2 separate regions of the Sus scrofa genome follow, and region 2 is linked to region 1. A link is a contact called in public Hi-C data. All regions are on one chromosome and are shown on one strand. Each heading gives the region's core, a stretch centred on a gene start, on an enhancer-like site or on the middle of the called end of the contact. The rest is flanking DNA. Distances are from core to core; before and after follow the strand shown. Region 1 holds the start of FAM206A (protein Simiate). Region 2 has its middle 79 kb from the start of CTNNAL1.

Region 1 (5,831 bases), core at 3,270-5,769:
CCAAGGGAAAAAAAAGATCTAATCTGAATCCAACAGAGATGAGTGACAACCTAACAAATTATGTAAATCTTTGGTCTACGAACTGAGGCTGTGGAATCTACTTTCTCACTCTTTGCAAGAGGTAAGACCATCAATATCAGTGTTTTTCTTTTAAACTCTCCACAAAAGTTATTCTGCACCGAAGTTGAGAAGAATGCAATGAATCAGAAAGCAATAATCTTTGCATATGAGGATGTCTTTATACCTTGACAGATTTAAAAATCCTATAAATATCCACATATGTATACTGGCAGGTGAAGAAAATCTGAAATAAAACTACTTTAATATTCCAAGTACAGGGAGTTCATGTCGAGGCTCAGCCAGCGGTAACAAACCTGACCAGCATCCATGAAGACGTGGGTTCGATCCCTGACTTTACTCAGTGGGTTAAAGATCAGGCATTGCCATTAGCTGTGATGTAGATCGCAGACGAAGCTGGGATCTGCGTTGCTGTGGTGTAGGCTGGCAGCTGCAGCTCTGATTTGATCCCTAGCCTGGGAATCTCCATATGCTGCAGGTGCGGCACTAAAAAGAGACCAAAAAGAAAAAAAAATCCAACGTACATTTATAGACTGGCTTTGTATCTTCATTAAAAAATTAAAATTGAGAGTTCTCTTTTGACACAGCAATTTAAGGATCAGTGTTGTCACTGCGGTGTCTTGAGTCACTGCTGTTGCTGAGGTTCAGTCCCTGGCCCTGGGAACTTCCACATGTCATGGGCACAGTCAAAAATAATAATAATAAAAATGAAATGAAAGATAAGCCATTTATTATTCTCAAGAAAAGACTATGAAATCACAACAGCATACTTCAAAATAATCACCAATAATTCCAGGAGCTTGAAGCCTGATATAACTACTTCAAGTAACTCTGCTTTCTTATCCTGCTTTCACCGGAGCAATAGCAAAGGTCAGAAAGGAATGAACAATAGGAAACCTACTTTGGACTGGCAAAATCAGACTTGCTTTAATGCATAGCATTATCTAAGAAGGGAAAAAAAGTTAATGTGCTGGATATTTATATCCAGATCCTAGTAAGGTTTATAAATAGAAGTTTCTAACTCAGGTAGGGGTGACAATTTAACAGACCACATTGGCCTTACTGGCACCTTAATCCAAGGTGAATTTTCTCATCTTGCATTTCATACACATGCCAATGAAAGAATTAACATGAGGAGTTCCCACTGTGTCTCTGTGAGGATGTGGGTCCACCCTTTCCCTTGCTCAGTGAACTCTCATATGCTGCAGGTACGGCCATAAAAAGAAAGAACAAACATGAGTTGATTCTTATACTACATAAAGTTAAAGCAGATAAAATATTCAGTGCAGTATGAATGAGACAACATATAATGTCAGTTAAGAGGAAAGCAGGACCACACATGGTGCAAGTGAGGAAGAGAATCAAGGCAGACAATGCTTTTGTAGGCTTTCACGACATTTACATTCAAGAACTTCTGGAAATTATTTGACCTGGTATTATTCCGGGTCAGCTCTCAATTTAGATTTAATTCTATATAAAAAGCTTGGGTTTTTCAAAGCATATAAAAAAAATGATTTTATCTTTCATCTTCACACATGATAAAGTTGACCACTTTCAAAGATCTGAAAGGATGGGAAGATTTGAGATGAGAGGCATTCTGCCTAGAGGGGAGTTTGAAAGGGATAAAAGTGGGCAGGTGAGAGGACCAGGTGAATTTCAGGCTGGTTTAGCTAATAATAATTATTGCTTTTACTGCTGCTATGATCAGACCACCAAAGTGCCTCCCTGTGAACTTGGATTCTATTCACCAACAACCTGTGGACTTCTGGGGTCCACGGACCCCAACACAAGAATTTAGAAAGTCAAGGCAGAAGCTGAGACAGACTCTCTTTTTCCAGGTACCTTGCTGTTGCTATCAATGTTGCCCCAGCAATAGGCCTTCACCCTTAAAGGGGCCCTTGGTCCCAGTCTCCAGCACTCCCAGGACCAGCCTGATCACAACCATCCCAGAGGTACCAGCACTAACCAGGCAGGTGTCCCATCCAGGTGCCTGAAATCCAATAATGTGGAGCTCCTCCTCTGCATTCTGGAGGAGAATAATACCAGCTTTACAACGCCTTTCCTCCAGGTTAGGTCATGATAACCCAACAGTTTCCCTTGTTTTGAGCCTCAAACCTAGGTTAAGTGTTCTAACTTCTTCCAACAGTTCACTTTTTAAGTTACTTCACTGCTTCCCTTTTGCTTTTCGTTCCTCCAACAACTATTTCACCAATTCTTCATCTTGAATTCTGTTGAAATACTGAGTAGTTTCTATTTTCCCAACTGGAACCTGATTGACAAAGACAGGAAACCTGAGTTCTCAAATCTCTGAGCTTTGAAAATTAGTGGCCAAGGTCATCCATCTGCCTCCTCCCCACCCTTCTAGCCTCAAAATGAACTAAATGTTCACACCTATCATCCTTACTGATCCTACACTGTCTTCTCAGAAGTGTCCTATTCTTTTTCAAGACCAGGATCAAACTCTCAGGGACCTCGGCTTATCTGTACCCTTTCTTTTATATCTGCAATCTCTAACTCACCTGCCCTCAATCACTCATTCTTTCTCAGCCTTTAAATGTGCTAAAGATTTCTCCACACCATAGATCAATCCTGGATCCTCTGAAACTTCTGACAAACCTCTCTATTTTCTTCCCTTGTTGCTTCAGCACTGCCCCTCTTGGCTAATTATCAATCCTATGGCCTACCTGTACCAAACAGATTACTAATAAGCTCATTAGACCTAAATGACTAGCCCTGACCCTCCCCAAAGTGAAACAGCTAAACTCACATTTTCAAACTCCTGACATTATCACAAGGATTCCTCAAAAGCACATCAAATACAACCTGTTGAATAAAATACTTGGTTATTCTCCACCAAATTAGTTTTCCCCTTGGGGACATGGCATTTCTATCTTTTCTGTCCTCCAAGCTGAAACTGTGTCTGCCTCCCTTGAGCCCACAGGTTCACATTAAACTATTCATTGGTTACTGCCCTGCCTGTCGATGTAATGATAGGGATGGAGTAGACACAGGTAGTTGTAAAAGTCCTGATAAAGGACCATATTTAAAGAAGGAAACTTAGGGGATATTGGGAGAGCACTATAAGTTAATAAATTGCTCAAGAAAACCATCAGCACAAGGCAGGCTTGCTTAAAGCTGGATCCTTGGGGCAGGGCTTCCATGCTTGCCCGCTTGCATCTCTCACAAGCGTCCTACCTTAACAAATATATTTCCTGCCTATCACTTTGTCTCTCACTGAATTCCTTCTGCGTGGAGACATGAAGAACCTGAACCTCAGTGAGTCCAGACTTAGGGTGAGCAATTCTAATTTAAAACTGTGGGCTTAAGTCCAATCTGGGTTTAGGCCGGGTTGGAGTCCCGGCACATGGGTTCAAGTCCCAATCTGTGTTCTGGCTAGGTTCAGGCCATTAATACTGTCAGTTTCAGTAAGGTTTGAATCCTTTACACAGTACTTAATCCTACCATCCGGTTTGAGACCTACATCAAACACCTACTGAGCAGTTGCTAAATGGTGGTTCTGGACAAAGGATGACTGACAATCATTGCCTCCACGGAGGTCACAGCTTAACGGGGGAGAGAGCCATAAGATACCACAATACATGGAGAAACGCAGGGACAACATCTCCAAGAAAGTTGCAGATGCGAGAAGGGGTTGCAGCCCTGCAACCTAAATCTTTACTACCGTCACCTTCTATCAATTAAAGCATCGTTTCGCTTTAACTGACGTGTTAATTGGTTCAACAGCATGGTCAGCACCTGAAAGGAATATGGAGACTGGATTCGCTTGCAGCTAGCGGAGCAGCAGGTCCTCCCCAGCCTGCGGCACCGCTCAGAGCCCTCGGAAGGCGGAGCAGGCAGCTGTTCTGCAAAAAACTTAAGGCTGGAAGGCAGAGGTGGTCACGCCACAATTCACTCAAAGGCCTGCAGCAAACCTCGGTTGGGCATTCGGGGAAGCCCTGCATCAACACACTCCAAGATACACAGGCCCGCTTCCATGTCCTCCACCCCAGCTACGTCCCTGCGAGCCTCACCTGCGCGGAGCTCTGAGGACGCCCAAACAGCCGTGCGTCCGCCCGAGGTTGGGCCCGCGGTGAGCACGGGGGTCTCCGGGCAGGGGAGCCGGGCCGCCCGACCCCCTCCGGTAGTGACTGAGCTGGGCAGAGGAGCGAACCGCGAAACGCAGACTCCACAGCGAGGTAAGCGGACACGCGCGGCGCACTACAGGAGTGACGTAACGAGGCGGAGAAGGCGTGGCCGTCCTTCCTCTGAGCCCCGCAAAGTAAAGCATGAAGCTGCGCTAGCCACCGCCCCTAGCCTTACGTCCTCCTGTCCAGCCTATTGTATTTGACCCCCGCTTTGACGTCAGACCCCAAAGCACAGTTTTGGCGCCGGTGGGAGGAGCCTGCGGGGTCAGTGGAGTAGTGCGCATGCGCACACTGCTGTTTCCTGGCCACGCGCCGGAAAGACAACCTCCTCCGGGCTTGAAGGGAGTCAGCGCCAGGGTCCTGGAGGGCGGGGATTGCGGCTCCCGCGGTCGTCATGGCTACCGAGCCCGAGACCCCTGTGGCGGTCGCAGACCCTGCGGTGCCCTCGCTTGTGGATCGTTATTTCACTCGCTGGTACAAAGCGGGTAAGTGGAGAATGAAGCTAGTCTCCTTTGAGCCCCATTGGTCTGACACTTTAGGGACTGTGAAGACAGATCACAAGCCATGCACGCTCTTCCCAGCGCTTCCCTCTCGAGTCAGAAGGAACTGGATCTCCGCGTTCCCCTGTAGACCTAGGGAATGGTGTTTGCAAACCCGTGGAGGCCTGGAAATCAGCAGGGTGCATTCTGGGACTGGCTAGTGCAGTGCGAGTTCTCGTGGGTGGGTTGCTTGCGGGAAGATGGTAGTCTAAGGTGAGATGCCTCAAGGACGCAGGAGCTGATTGTAGTCTCCTTGAGTGCCTAAAGGGATTTGAAGTGCTCAATCCTCCAAGAAGAGGTGGAAACTAAGAGGCATTGGGATGGAGAGGAGCTGATGGGTTAAAACAGAGGCATTTAGAAAACAGAATCTAACAGTTTTACTTGAAGAGAAGTCACAGGTATTATTTACACTTTTGCTGCTCGGGAAGCAGCTATCTTGTACTGCTTTGTGTACCCATCAAATATCAGTGATTGGCGCATCATTGGGAACCTTCCTCTAACCCGTACGTGTTCCCATTCATTCACGGATAACAGGTGTACTCATTTTTTAAAACATTGAAATATTTTAGGGGTTCCCGTGGTGGCTCAGTGGTTAACGAACCCAACTAGCATCCCATGAGGGCTTCGATCCCTGGCCTTGCTCAGTGGGTTAAGGATCCGGTGTTGAGGTGGTGTAGGTCGCAGAGGCAGCTCGGATACCGCTTTGCTACTGCTGTGGTGTAGGCATCCTGCTACGGCTCCGATTGGACCCCTATCCTGGGAACCTCCATATGCCGCAGGTGCGGCTGTAAAAAGACAAAAAAAAAAAAAAAAAAAAAAGACATATTTTAAAGTAGAATAAGTTTAATTAACCAAATTTAATGTAACCAGCCCTCCGGGTTATTGCTGGATTGAGGGATTTTGCTGAATGCATGGCTTTCCCTGCTCACATCTGGATGGTCCTGGGCAAAACAGGATGAGTTAATCACTCTAAAATTGACCAACAAAACGTATGCTATTATATTATACTAAAATGCATTGCTAGTCACTTTTTAAATAAATAATGAGTGTACTCATTTTAAAGTAAGGA
Region 2 (5,685 bases), core at 2,697-5,196, 93 kb before region 1:
ACCCCTAGCCTGGGAACCTCCATATGCTGAAGGAGTGGCCTAAGAAATGGCAAAAAGACAAAAAATAAAAATAAACAGAATTAGGTCAAAACGTAGTATTTACTAAGAATGGGTTACAGGATGATGGGTAAATTATGCTAACTTCGATGTCTTTCAGATTTTCCTCAAAGTGCTTTGTTTGTTGGTTTTTAATGGGAAAAACATCTCTCACTTGCCAGTTGTTAGAGAAAAACAAAAGAAGAGCACAGGGAGCACCTGGGCAGGCAGATCTGGGAGGGTGAAGACAAACAGATTCAAGGCCTGTTGTGTGAGACGAAGAGGGAAGACTAGGTCGAGTGTTGAGATCAGGCCTCCCTGCGGATGGCTGGGTGGGAAGCAGGCTTCAGCTACGCTGCTGCTTCCTTAGGGCACTGACTGGCCGGCAGGTGAGGAGAGAAGGCCTGTTGCTTTTTACTGCATCTCAGTCCTCACGCTGTAGCTGATGTGGCATTGGCGCGACTGGCCAAGACTTCTTCATATTGTTGTTGCGTCAGTAACCCTTCTGTTACGCTTTTACTTTCTTCAAATTTGGGCAACACAACTGCAATGTAGCCTTCGGTGGACGGCTGGAGGGGAAACAGAATATTTAATACTGTCAAATGACAGGGAATCAGACAGAAAATATGTGGCTGGGATCAGACTGCTCCAGTCCCCTTTACCTTCTCTTGAAGAATAGATGGCTTATGGAGAATATCTTCATTCACTTCCATCAACCGTCCTCTGACACAGCTATTTAAAACAAAATTGTTTTGAAGAAAAATATTACCTCATTTGTTCCTCCAAAATTGTGGTTAAAAAGTAACTGACGTAGGGAGTGCCCTTGTGGTGCAGCAGGTTAAGGATCAGGTGTTGTCACTTCAGGGGCTAGGGTTGCTATTGTGGGGCAGGTCACAACTGCAGTACAGGTTTGATCCCTGGCCTGGGAACTTCCACACGCCATGGGTGTGGCCAAAAACAAATTAAAAAAATAAAAAATAAAAAGTAACTTACCTGGAGTTCCCACTGTGGCTCAGCGGATTACAAACCTGACTAGTATTCATAAGGACGTGGTTTTGATCCCTGGGCTCACTCAGTGGGTTAAGGATCCAGAGTTGCTGTGAACTGTGGTGTAGGTTGCTGACAAAGGTGGATCTGGCATTGCTGTGGCTGTGGCATAGGCTGGCAGCTATAGCTCTGATTCAATCCCCAGCCTGGGAACCTCCATATGCCGTGGGTGCAACCCTAGAAAAGCCCAAAAAAAAGGGGGGGGGGAAATGGGACTGAATTTCCTTCCCTGCAAAGGGAAGACTACCAGGAGGGTTTAGACAGCAGGAGGTGGAAGAGAGGGAAGTGGGCCTGCCCATATGTACAGGATACCACCTGTGCCATTACCCTCGCCCTCTTCAGAGGCAGTTCAGAGGTCAGGCACAGGCTGGTGACTGGAGGTAGGAGGTGACTGAGGGGGTGCTCCTTCCTCCATTTGGATGTTTGGGTAATCGACTTTGTTTAGAGTTGGCTCTGAAAGGCTCATTCTTCAACCAAGCTCCTATTATAAATAACACCATCTCAGAGTTCCCTGGTTGCTCAGCAGTTAAAGGACCTCACCTTGTCACTGCTGTAATGCAGGTTTGCTCCCAGGCATGACCAAAAAACAAACAAACAAAAAAAAAAAACCACACCTCCTCAACACAGTAAAGTGTAATCATTTAATGAATATTTATTCAGTTCAAGACCATAGTTTAAAATACCCAATTTGCTTGCCGGTTAGAGTGCTATAGTAAACAGTGCTCCTCCTGGGGCTTTCCTCTGACATCTGGAAGAAATGAATGTGATGGCTGTTGAATCCATATTGACCACACTGTGTGGTACTTTCTTTGGTTCACAGAAAAGAACCAAAATTATGAAGACTGAAGACATACGTCAGTGGTATCCCTTCATTACTCTGAAAGATATATATAAAAGGAAGATATAGGAGTTCCCATTGTGGCACAGTGGAAACGAATCTGACTAGGAACCATGAGGTTGCGGGTTCGATCCCTGGCCTCACTCAGTGGGTTAAGGATCCAGCATTGCCACTAGCTGTGGTGTAGGTCACAGACGTGGCTCGGATCTGGCGTTGATGTCTCTGTGGTGTAGGCCGGCAGCTACAGCTCCAATTCGACCCCTCGCCTGGGAAGCTCCATATGCTCAGGGTGCGACCCTAACAAGACAGAAAGACAAGGAAATCTGGCCCAGATGGGAGTCATTCAGTGTTAAAAGTGATGATTAGCTCCTTGTTCCACCTTGTTTTATCCTCACTTTAAAATGAATATACTCATTACTACTCTTATTTTAAAAACCTGATTAATGGAGTTCTTGGTGTGGTGCAGTAGGTTAAGAACCTGACTGCAGTGGTTCAGGTTGCTGTGGAGGCGAGGGTTTGATAGCCCACCAGGGGCAGTGGGTTAAAGGACCTGGCCTTGTCACAGCTGCGCCTTAGGTTGCACCTGTGGCTCAGATTCAGTCTCTGGCCCGGGAAATTCCGTAAGCCACCACTGGTGCAGCCATTTAAAAAAAAAGTTATTAGTAATGCAGTCTTTTTATAATACAGTAGCACATGTTGGTCAATTTTCGAGTGACTGACTCAGCCTGGTTTGCCCAGGACAATCCTGGTGTTAGTGCTGAAAGTCACACCTTCCAGCTATCACCCAATCCAGGGTAAACCAAACACTAAATTTGGTTAATAAAACATATGCTACATTAAAATATTTCAGTACTTAAAAATTGGGGAGTTCCTGTTGTGGCTCAGCAGGCTATAAGCCTAACTAGTATCCGTGAGGATGCAGGTTCAACCCCTGGCATCGCTCAGTGGGTTAAGGATCCAATGGTGCCATGAGCTGTGGTGTAGGTTGCAGATGTGGCTGGAATTTGGCGTTGATGTGGCTGTGGCATAGGCCAGGAGCCCCAGTTCTGATTCGACCCTTAGCCTGGGAACTTCCCTATGGTGAGGCCCTAAAAAGTAAAGTAAACAATTGAGTACAGGTGTCATCCCTGAATGAATGAGGGACAAGCATGGGTTAGAGGAAGATCTTCCAAAGAAACTCCAATCACAGATATTTGGTGTGTACATAAAGCAATACAAGATACCTGCTTCTAAGCAACAAATGTGTAATACCTGTAACTTCTCTTCAAGTAAAACTGTTAGATTCTGCTTTCAAAATGTCTATTCTAGCCCACCCTCTTCTCTCCATCTCTGCCTCTACCTTAGTTTCCACTTGATCATTTATTTTACGTATCGCCTTTCCTTGGAGGATTGAGCCCCTTAGATCCCTTTAGGCACTCAAGGAGACTGCAATCAGCTCCTGCCTCCTTGGGGGAGTTCACCTTAGATTATCACCTTCCTGCATCAGAGCTCGCACTCCACTCGCCAGCCCCAGAAAAAGCACCCTGCTGTTTTTCAAGCCTCTACGTGTTTGCGAATGCCATTCCCTTGGCCTATAAGGGAACAGAGAGATGCAGTTCATTCTGACGCGGGAAAGAAGCGCTGGGAAGAGCTCGCGTGGCTTATGATCTGTCATCATAGTCCCTATAATGTCAGGTGAACGAGGCTCAGGAGAGACTGATTTCATTCCCCACGTACCTGCTTTGTATCAGCGAGTGATGTAAGGATCTACAAGCGTCGTCAGCCAAGAATGCCACTGGAGCCTCGGGCTCGGTAGCCACTACGACCTCTGGAGCTGCAAACCCCGCCTCCTGGGATCTGAGCGTGACCTCTCCCAGGCATCTTGCGCGGTGTCCTCCCGGGGCGTGGAGGGAGGCGGGGTTGGGGGCGGGGTGGGGAAACACACGCCCATGCGCAAGCGCACTGCTCTTCTGACGCTCAGGCTCCCCCTACCGGGGGCCAATTACTATGCTTTGCTGTCTGACGTCAAAATGGCGGTGAAATACGATTGGCTTGGCAGGGGGACGTAGGGATGGGGGCGGCAGCCCGCTGGGCTTCACACTTTATTTTGCGGATCGGTGAAGAAGGATGGGTTGCTCTCCCTGCCTGGTGCCCTCGTTCTCGAGGTGCGCGGTCTCAGTCTCGCTTAAGCTGCTCGCTCGTTTGCCCTGATGGTCCTCTCCCCCGCCTCAGCCACTATCCGAGGGAGTCGCGCGGGCTGGCGGCCCGGAGACACAGTGCGCGCCTCTGAAGCTCAGGAGCAGCGGGTTGAGAGAGGCACAGGAGCAACCCCAGGGCGGACCCAGGGCTGTTTAGGGGCCCTCAACGCTGCGTAGATGAGGCTTGGAGCGATGTAGCAGCTGGGGTGGGGGAGCGCAGAAGCGTGCTTTTATATATATGCTTTGAAAAAAATCCAAGCTATCTGTATAGAATTAGATCTAAATTAAAAGTCTGCCTGGTATAATGCAGGTTTGAATAATTACCAGAAGTTCTTGAATGTATATGTCATGAAAGCCTACAAAATCACTGTCTGCCTTGCTTCTCTTCCTCACTCTCATGTGCGTGATCCTACCTTCCTGTTAACCCGTATTATATGTTCTCTCATACTAAGCTTAACTTTTTCTTTTTTCTTTTTTTTTTCGATGGCTGCATCCAGGCCTATGGAAGTTTCCGGGCCAGGGATTGAATTCCAGTTTTAGCTGCAACCAGAGCCGCAGCTGGGTCCTTTAACCCACTGCACCTGCAGGATCGAACTGTCACCTCCTGCAGTGAAGCAAGCGCTGTAGTCGTATTTTTAACCCAGTGTGCCAGGGTGGGAGCAACTGCGCTTGACATTTTATCCGCTGTGTAGTATAAGAATAGACTCGTGTTTACTCTTTCATTGTCATTTGTATGAAATGCAAGATGACAGAATTCACCTTGGAGTAAGAAGCCAATAAGGTAAGCATGGTCTGTGTGATTGTCACCCCTAACGTAATTTAGAGATGTCCAATTGTAAAACTTACAGGGATCTGGATATAATTATCCAGCAGATTAGCTTTTTTTTTTTCTTTGTAGGTGATGTTATGCATTAAAATATGTCTGATTTAGCCAGACCAAAGCAGGTTTTCTCTTAATCCTTCTTTTCTCACCTTTTCTATTGCCTTGGTGAAAACCAGACCAGGAAAGTGGTGTTATGTGAAGTAGGTTATATTGGATTTCAAGCTCCTGAAATTGGTCATCATTTTGAAGTGTACTGTTGTAATTTCATAGTGACTTCATTTCTTCCTGAGAACAATAAATGTTTTTCTTTAGTCCCACCTCTCATTTCAATTTTTTTTTCTTTTACAGCCACACCTGCACCATATGGAGGTTCCCAGGCCGGGGGTCAGTCAGAAATGCAACTTTGGCCTAAGCCACAGCCGCAGAAACACCTGATCCCAACAACATCTGCAGCCCATGCCGTAACCTATGATAGCAATGGATCCTTAACCCTGTGAGCCAGGCCAGGGATCAAACCCACATACTCACAGAGACAACATTGAGTCCTTAACCTGCTGTGCTGCAAGGAATTCTTCGATTTTAGGTTTTTTTAAATGATAATAAAGCCAGTTTGTATATAAATATAGCTGTAATATTAAAGTTTATTTCAGTTAATTTCACCTATCAGTATATATATGTGTGTTTTTTTGGTTTGTTTTTTTTGGGGGGGGGTGTTTTTTGCGTTTTAGGGCCACACTGCAGCATATTGAGGTTCCCAGGCTAGG

Evidence for each region. Hi-C and Micro-C count contacts between places; a contact is called where the count stands out from the background.
Region 2: a Hi-C map of skeletal muscle shows a contact between it and region 1, with 2.9 times the contacts expected there. The contact joins the enhancer-like site here to the promoter of FAM206A in region 1. A contact is called at or near these places in 1 of 5 promoter capture datasets (liver), 19 of 47 Hi-C or Micro-C datasets (adipose tissue, blood, brain and 12 more) and 2 of 2 datasets of contacts at active chromatin or transcription factors (alveolar macrophages and skeletal muscle).

Annotation. Positions count from the first base shown.
Region 1 is chr1:249,904,085-249,909,915 of Sscrofa11.1, reverse strand. It overlaps FAM206A (protein Simiate), which reads left to right and starts at 4,519. Exons shown (of 6, transcript XM_001924196.7): 1 at 4,519-4,708. The coding sequence starts at 4,618. It overlaps ELP1 (elongator complex protein 1), which reads right to left and starts at 4,366. Exons shown (of 37, transcript XM_001924394.6): 1 at 4,110-4,366. The coding sequence starts at 4,366.
Region 2 is chr1:249,996,907-250,002,591 of Sscrofa11.1, reverse strand. No RefSeq gene overlaps it. Among named protein-coding and RNA genes, the nearest start is that of CTNNAL1, 79 kb to the left of the region's middle. Within about 2 kb of position 3,946, at least 52 of the 83 cell types and tissues checked have an H3K27ac peak or open chromatin away from gene starts, as enhancers often do. A contact at or near this core is called in adipose tissue, alveolar macrophages, embryonic fibroblasts and 5 more, where this site is marked.